2 separate regions of the Gossypium arboreum genome follow, and region 2 is linked to region 1. A link is a contact called in public Hi-C data. All regions are on one chromosome and are shown on one strand. The core of a region is the stretch at or near the end of the contact, and the rest is flanking DNA. Distances in the headings are between cores, read along the strand shown.

Region 1 (4,314 bases), core at 458-2,957:
ATAATTAAAAAAAAAAAAGAAATTGTAAAAATCTTCTTACATCACCCTTTTCTTGTGAATAAAACAAGATATTTTAGAAGTGGACATGGTTCCCATCCTAGACCTAATTAAAACGTCATAAACCTAACCAAATTCATGATACAACTAAAACTATCATCTAAGGCTTTAGATTACTCATTTAGTGCTTATTTTCCACATAAATGAATAATCAATGATGCCAATTCCAACACTCCACCTATCTATCAATTTATTTTCTTTTATATATTATCTTAACACAATTCTATCAATCTAATCATCTATTTTCTTTCTTTTTAAATATAATTTAAGAATGGGGATGGATAATTTAACTATTTTTATATGGGATTTAGTTTGTTGAATCTAACGTTATATTTTAAATAGAGATTGTAGAATTTAGATTCTCAATATTCCAACTATTACAAAATTTTACATTTCGAATAATGTCAAGATATCGTAATTTATGGTGTAATCCCATTATAATTGTTTATTTAAATTATTTAAGATTCCAAGCGAATCTAAAATTTAAGACAATTACCTTTTATGTTCATATTACATTGTGGTTTATTGCATTGATTGTCGAGAATTTCTTTCTCTTTTTTTTAAAAATTTGTTTCTTGGATGCTCAAGAAAATTAGATTTCTTTAAAAATTTTGAATTTTAATGTTGGGTTAATCCACCAACTTGAAATTGTTTGATTAATCTTTTTCCTTTATGAATTTATTTGATTAATCTTAGTTACTATCTTCTTTATATGATTTTAAATTTTAAAATAAAATCTTCCACCTTCTTTTTATCTTACATAAAATTTACAAATAAGACTATAATAGCTTTTTTATCCGACAAAACTCATATATTACCGTAAACATTAACAATTTTTTTAAAAGGAATCTGGACTGTAAAAAAAAAAGAAAAAAAGCCTCCCACTTATATTCTTGTAATATTCTTATTCATTTTACGTTCTAAAACTAATACTGTTTAGCATCAATGACTTTAGTATTCGAACTTGATCTAAATGTTTGGAGAAAATTTTCAATTCCACTTTTTCAATGAGTTGTGATTTGATTAGTGTTTTTAAAATAATATTTGTTATTTATTAGGTTAAAATATGTAAACAATCCCTCAACTATGGCAAAATTTGAGATTTAGTTGTTATACTTTGAAAGTTAAAATTTAAGTTATTTTTCTTTTTTGATTTAAAAGTTTTAGTTAAATCATTAATATCGTTAGTATATTTCAAAATTTATCAATTTGATATGTAGATTAGGCTATCCTAACATGATGTAATATGTTATTTACAAAAAAATATTAAATTTTTTATAGAAAATACTAACGATATTATATTGGACAACGATTTTTAAATTAAAAAAGAAAAGAAGTAGAAGCATGATTTAAATTTGAAGTTTTAAAATGTAAGGAGTGAATTACAAATTTTGTTAAAAGTAGGAGGAGGGAGAAGAGAGTTTGATCTCATAAATCAAACGTCGGTCGATCCTCTAAGCTTAGGCCTCCCCCACATAGGAGATCCAAAAGCAGGAAAATTGCAAAAAATAAAAGGTTGTCAAAACTAGTCGGTTTTCAGGACCACTTCTATTGTAAATAATAATTTCAAACTTGTTATCTGTGACAAATCATATGGTTGAGAAGAGAGATATATACGCTATAAATACCATGTGTCGCAGTCGAGCAATTGGAAGGGAGGAGCACCAATGCACTGAATGTAGATATATCCTGAATTACCACTTTAGTCCCTCTTGGTTGGAAGAAACAAGAATGAGAAATTAAGTCTGTCTGAAGTTACAACTCTAATTGTCATTTTCCAAATAATGAAAACAACATACACACAGAGAGAGTTGATGCGATTACATATATAATGAAGGCCCCACCAGCAGGAGTGGGGGTTAGCCGATATGCGGCCTCAGCACGATGAAAGTGTAAATTAATGGCGACAATAGTATCCCCTAACAGGATGACTCAAACCCCATAAAGGAAAAAAGGAATCATCTTTGATTTGGTTGGTATCAGCTGTGATCCCTACCTTTCTGTCGTTTTCTTATCCAACTCAACTCACAAACTTACCCTTTTAGGTCTTTATAATATTAATAGAAACCTAGCCTCATAATAAGAAGCTTCTTTTCTCAATAATTATTACTTACCGCTATGCATCTCCCTTTCATCCCCCTCCAAAACAGTAGCCATAGATCAAGGACATAGCTTCTGTTAAAACATGGGGTCTTAGCCTCCTCATTAGATTATTTCCGGTCAAATATAATTAGCAGTCTTCATCCACACAAATAAAATATATATAAGGATTTAAAAATCAATTTGAATGGAGCAATAATTAAAATCCTTATCAGACACTCATTTTATAGAAATTCAACTCCATTCCTTATTCTTAATAATTTGGGTTACAACAAATCTTTAGACAACTTGATGAGTTGACCCTTATCCAAAATAAGATTTTTGAGAACATAATAATTCAAACAGATAGTTTGGAGGTGCTCATTCAAGATTTCTTCTTGACAGCTTCAACTTTAAGCCTCATTAGAAGAATTCAAAAACTTTTAGCAAAGTTTGGACATTGGGCCATATAACATATCCTAGGGAGTTGAACAAATTGGCATATTGTATGGCCAAACTGACATTTGATATAGGTCAAACTTTATAGTGTTTGAAGAAATCCCAAGGGAAGTATTAGTAATCGTACCTATTGTCAAAACAAGTGTTAACCTTGCTCAAAGATCTTCTATGTAATTAGTTTGTTTTAAGTTAATTTTCTTTTCACTAAAAATATTTTATAAATTAATTAATTAAGTAATTGAGGGTTTAAGAAAAAAAGTTGATTCAATTAAACTTTTGGTAATAAAATAATAATAAATCTTGGCGTGACCAACTAAAGTAATAAAAATTGATACGTAACATACTCTATGAATAAGTATGTTGATATAATATGCTAAATCAAAATAAATTTAAATATTTATCCAAATTTATTCTTTCAGAATATTATAAAAATATTTAAAAGATGATAAATAATTAAAATCTAAATATATAAGTAATTATAAGAACAACAAAAAAATTATCATCAAATTTTAGCAATTGCTTCTAAATTCAGGATTTTAATTATTTCGTTCAAGATGTCATAATATTTAGCTCAAAATAAGTCGAAAAAGATTTAAGATTTAATTAACAAAATTTTAATTCACTCATAATTGTTTTGTTAGTATTATATCAATTTGAGAAGTATTATTGTTATAAACTTAGGAAGCGTAGATTATAAATGCAAATATTTTTATATGATTAGGAAATGATGTTGGACTCGAATAGGGAATTAGTTAGGGTATTAGGTTAGAGAATGGTATTAAAGTGGTTGGATTCGGAATTTGTACGAAACGATTGAACTAACGATTGAACATGCTTTTTATTTTTTAATAATTTTTAATTAAATTGTTCAAACTAATAAACTAGTTGTTTGATTGATTCAGCCACCGATCCAATTTTAACGATCCAATTCTAAAAACATTGGACCTAGGGTTAGTTTCTCATTGCATTTGAAAAGTGTCATGAAAAAATATTTTTGAAAGGTATTATTTAATATTTAAGTGTTCAATATTGCTGTCAAAAAGTGATTTTGAGAAATAAAATGTCGATAAACATGATGTTGTGTAGTAAAAATATGCATTAAACAATATTCAAATTCGTTAATATTATAATATTTTGTATAAATATAAAAATAATTTATTATAACTCATTATTCATATTTCGATATATGAAATACAATTTTTAATATTTGTAAATAATTGATATTAATTATTTGTAAAATTTAATTTGACTATATAATCTATATTTTAAATATTATTAAAAATATAACAGATTACAAATTTAAATATAGTGTTATGTATTTGAAATAAATTTCAATAGAAAAATAGATGTATAGTCAATATAAATATTACATAAAATACATTAGATTATAAATAATAGTTAAAAATGTCATTTAACTCCAAAAGTGTATTTCTCAAAAAGCAAAAAACTAATTCAAAAGCAATATTGACTTCTAAAGTTATTTGTCGAAACCCTTTTTAAAATTGGGTTTTGGAAAATGGAAATCGACTTTATAAAAACGAAAATAGGAGTCGCCACCAATCTTTTTAGGTGCGATTGGATCACCTTACAACATGTTTTGTTTTTAAAACATTAATTTTGGTCTACGAAAGTTGAGAAAACGGATTCGGGAGTCGGTTACGTACGAGGAAGGGTTAGCACCCTCGTAACGCCCAAAAATTGGTACCTAATTTATTATCA
Region 2 (3,982 bases), core at 864-3,363, 38 kb after region 1:
TAAATAGTTTTTAGGGTTTTTTTTAATTTTCTCATTATCGTTGTCAATTACATTAGCATTCGTTAATGATCAAACCAATCAATGATGATTTCTATTAATGGAATGATTTAATTGATTTTTTCATCGTTAAAGTGTCAATTGAGTGCAATTTTTTCCTTAAAAGGCTCAACTGAATTTTTTTATTTTTCTTAATAAAAACTTTTAGACCCTTTTTTAATTTTAAAAATTGAAGTTAAAATATTTTTGTTAAAAGAGTTTTTATTTTAACTATTAATTAAAAATAAAAAAATGAAAATTTTCTATTGATGAAAAAACTAAATAATTAACTATTAGGTCAACTATGCACATGATAAATGATAAAAGAAAATTTTGTTGAAATGAAAATTTGGTTGATATCAAATTCTAAATTCGATCTCTCGATAATTAACTCTTTTATTAAAAGTATAATATCAAAATTATCATATTTAACCCAAATTTACAAACATACATTTATAAGATTTAAATTATGATCTATTAATTGAGTATTTATCTTGTAAGAATGATTTGAGTTTGAATAATAAATGTAAGTTTGGAAGTTGAAGATCCTGCATGGATTGAATGAATAAAAAAACCATATTATTTAAAAAAATTTGGGAAAAATATCATATAAATATAAACCCAAAAAGAATTGAAGTTGATAACTGATATACTTGGCATCAAAACGTGACATTAAATTAAAATATAGCAATGGCAGTGCAAAGAAAGAAAAGAAAAGAACGTTTTGTATGCCGACATGTGTTTTGGAGTTCGAAGTTGGGAGCGTAGGGCCCACCCACCATTTGGCCGCTCGTCACACCCCACCATGCATTGCCATGCCACCATTACTTCCTCATTTCTACATCTTTAATTTGCTTACTTTACCAATCCATGTACATCTTAATTAGATGTTAAATTACCACTCATTATCAAACCAAAACTTCCACATCCTATATTTCAATCTAATATTTTGCATTACTACTTTTTAAAAATAAAAATAAAACTTAGCGCTATATTAATTATGGTAATCAATATTGTATCAATTAATATGTATTGTTTCGATCTGAATCAATATCAAATAATTTATATTCTATTCTTATCAAAATTTCGATGTATCAAATAGTCTATGATATAGAGACTTGGAAATCGGACTGCCCCAAACTAATTTTTTTTATACAAATTTGATTTGATGCACCATTTGATTTAACCTATACAACAAATTGACATTAATTATTACTTGACTTGATTTGTTGACTATGACTAACATATATTACTATGTGTTATTTTTTCTTAAAAGAGTTCTTTTGAGATAATTGAATTTGTTGGAAAACGATGAAATTGGCTTAGGAGAAACTGATTTTCCTTCACTCCTCTATAATTTATCCTAGTATGGAATGTGTCATGGGTGTGTTTTATTTTGGATTTTTTCCAGTTTTACTTTGATAAGGAAACAGGTTTAAAGAATAGTAAGTATAGAAGTACAATTGTATAATTGATGGAAGTAACAAGATATACATAATATAATTAATGTTAATATTATATTAAGATAAGTATTTGATTTAGTGATTAAATTAATATTTTATCGATTTAAATAACACATGTTCAAATATCATCACATGTAAAAATTTTATTGACTTTTTAAAATAAAAAGATTAAAATATTCTCGAATAATATAAATTAATTTAATTGTGAAAGGATATTTTTCATAATTTTTCTAATCGAGTTACTACTCAATTAACTCATGACATCAACTCATTCTACAACAAAAACTAATTAAAAAAGAATCTGAATGAAAATAGAAAAGTTAAAGGGATGAGAAGTGCAATATTGCCAAAATCTGCCTTTCATTGTAGTCGACCCCACGTCAATCTGGCGTTATTAACTTCCTTATCTAGTGAACCAAAGGCAATATTAACCAATTCTCACAATAATCCAAGCCCATAAAGGTAATTTCAGAATTCATCAGTTGTACTCAAGCTGGCATTTCCGGAATTCTAAGGTTGGAGTATGGGCAAAGTCGGGAAAGGACAAAAAACATTTTAGGAATTAAAGAAAAAAAAAAAGAGGCTGACAAATTTGTATTATTAATAATTTTAAAGAAAACGCCTATAAAATGCAAGCCTAAGAATCTTCTCTCTATCTCCCAATCCGCCATACCCAAAATCATTAACACACAGCAATTTGCCTTTGCCTTTCTTACGATAAAAAAAAAAATTATCTATCTTTGCAGACACTTTGAGGAAAACAAGAGAGCGCATTGAAATTGGTGAGCAAACAAAATTCCTATCCTTTTTCACCTCTTTCCCATATAAACTTGGAGAGTTCTGAGTTCTGACTCAATACCACCTTCCCTTCCCTCCATATCTCTGTCTCACTCTTTTACTGAAAAACACTGAGCTTCCTCAGGTACTTGAAATTTCTGAATTTCAAACTGCACTTTATCCACATACTTACTCTGATTCTGTTTTATTCTTTTTCTGTTCTATTGAATTTCTTTCATTTCTTTCATTTTGTTACAGGTGATTTGAATCTCTTTCTTTGATTTCTTTTTGTTCGTTTGAAATTTTCAAAGTTTTGGAACAGGATATGAAGTTGAATTTTTGTTTCACATTTCAAATTCTTTGATTTCTTAGTTTCCTCTTCTTTCCGATTTCATTAATTTTGCACTTTTTTTTTTAAAAAAAAACGTTTAATCTCTAATCTCTAATCTCTAGTGGGAAATTGAAGTTTCTTATCGGTTGACTGTATTGACTATCCGTCAAATAAAGTGAAAGCTTGAAAATGTTTTGAGTTATTGTCTTGGTTTTTCAGATTGCTGCTTAATTATCATATAAGCTTGTTTCCCTTTTTGACTTTATTTTTAAATTAGTGGTTTTTTTTTTCACCTCAAGTAATTTCTTTTTCTTGCATTTATTGATAGCAAAAGAAAACTCCATTCTGCTTCCGTTTGGTAGAAGAGAAAGAGAGCGGAAAACATGATTGTATTCTTTTAAAAATTATTTTTCTATGCTTTCAGATCACTTTATTCTTTTTCCTAAATAAGAAGTAAATAGTCTTCATATAATTTGATTTCCTTTTTTTTTTTTTTTTTTTAAGGTTGTAGTTTGAGTAAGTAAGGATGTTAGAAAAGATGGAAATTCTACACGTAGAAAAAGTGATAGAAGAGTTCGAAACGATGACCAAAGATGCTGAGAATGTTCAAAGGGAGACTTTAAAGAAAATTTTAGAAGAAAATGGAAGCGCCGAGTATTTGCAGAATCTGGGTCTCAATGGCAGAACTGACCCCCAAAGCTTCAAGGCTTGTGTTCCTGTCGTCACTCACCAGGATTTGGAGCCTTATATTCAAAGAATTGTCGATGGTGCTTCTTCCCTGGTTCTCACTGGAAAACCCATAACCACCATATCTCTCAGGTATTCTTTACTTTAATTTTATGTTTTACATGATTTTTTTTTTTAAAATTGAATGATAATTTTTATTATTATTGTAAATTTGCAGCTCTGGCACCACTCAAGGAAGGCCCAAGTTTGTGCCGTTCAATGACGAATTGATGGAAACTACTTTGCAGATATTCCGTACTTCTTATGCTTTTAGAAACAGGTATATGATTGGATATCTGTTAACCTTTTTCTCCCCCCAAAATTTTTTTTTGGGAGATTTTTTGTCGTTATTAATCAGTTTGTGTTATTGACACAGGGAATTCCCTGTCACGAATGGGAAGGCTTTGCAGTTCATATACAGCAGCAAGCAGAGTAGGACGAAAGGGGGATTGTTTGCTGGAACCGCTACGACCAATGTGTTTCGCAATTCGCAGTTTAAGAAGGCAATGAAAGTAATGCAATCTCAGTGTTGCAGCCCAGATGAGGTGATATTTGGTCCAGATTTCCGTCAATCTTTGTATTGTCATCTTTTATGTGGGCTGATTTTCCGCGAGGAAATCCAGTTGGTTTCCTCTACCTTTGCCCATAG

What was found. A called contact is a pair of places that touch in the nucleus more often than the background predicts.
Region 2: a contact with region 1 is called in a Hi-C map of leaf, with 4 times the contacts expected there. The contact joins the promoter of LOC108460785 here to the enhancer-like site in region 1. A contact is called at or near these places in 2 of 5 Hi-C or Micro-C datasets (both in leaf).

Annotation. Positions count from the first base shown.
Region 1 is chr7:73,697,709-73,702,022 of ASM2569848v2, forward strand. No RefSeq gene overlaps it. Among protein-coding and RNA genes, the nearest start is that of LOC128295611, 13 kb to the left of the region's middle. Within about 2 kb of position 1,708, at least 1 of the 2 cell types and tissues checked has an H3K27ac peak or open chromatin away from gene starts, as enhancers often do. A contact at or near this core is called in leaf, where this site is marked.
Region 2 is chr7:73,734,820-73,738,801 of ASM2569848v2, forward strand. It overlaps LOC108460785 (jasmonoyl--L-amino acid synthetase JAR4-like), which reads left to right and starts at 2,114. Exons shown (of 5, transcript XM_053031203.1): 1 at 2,114-2,281; 2 at 3,112-3,426; 3 at 3,512-3,613; 4 at 3,710-3,982. The coding sequence starts at 3,134.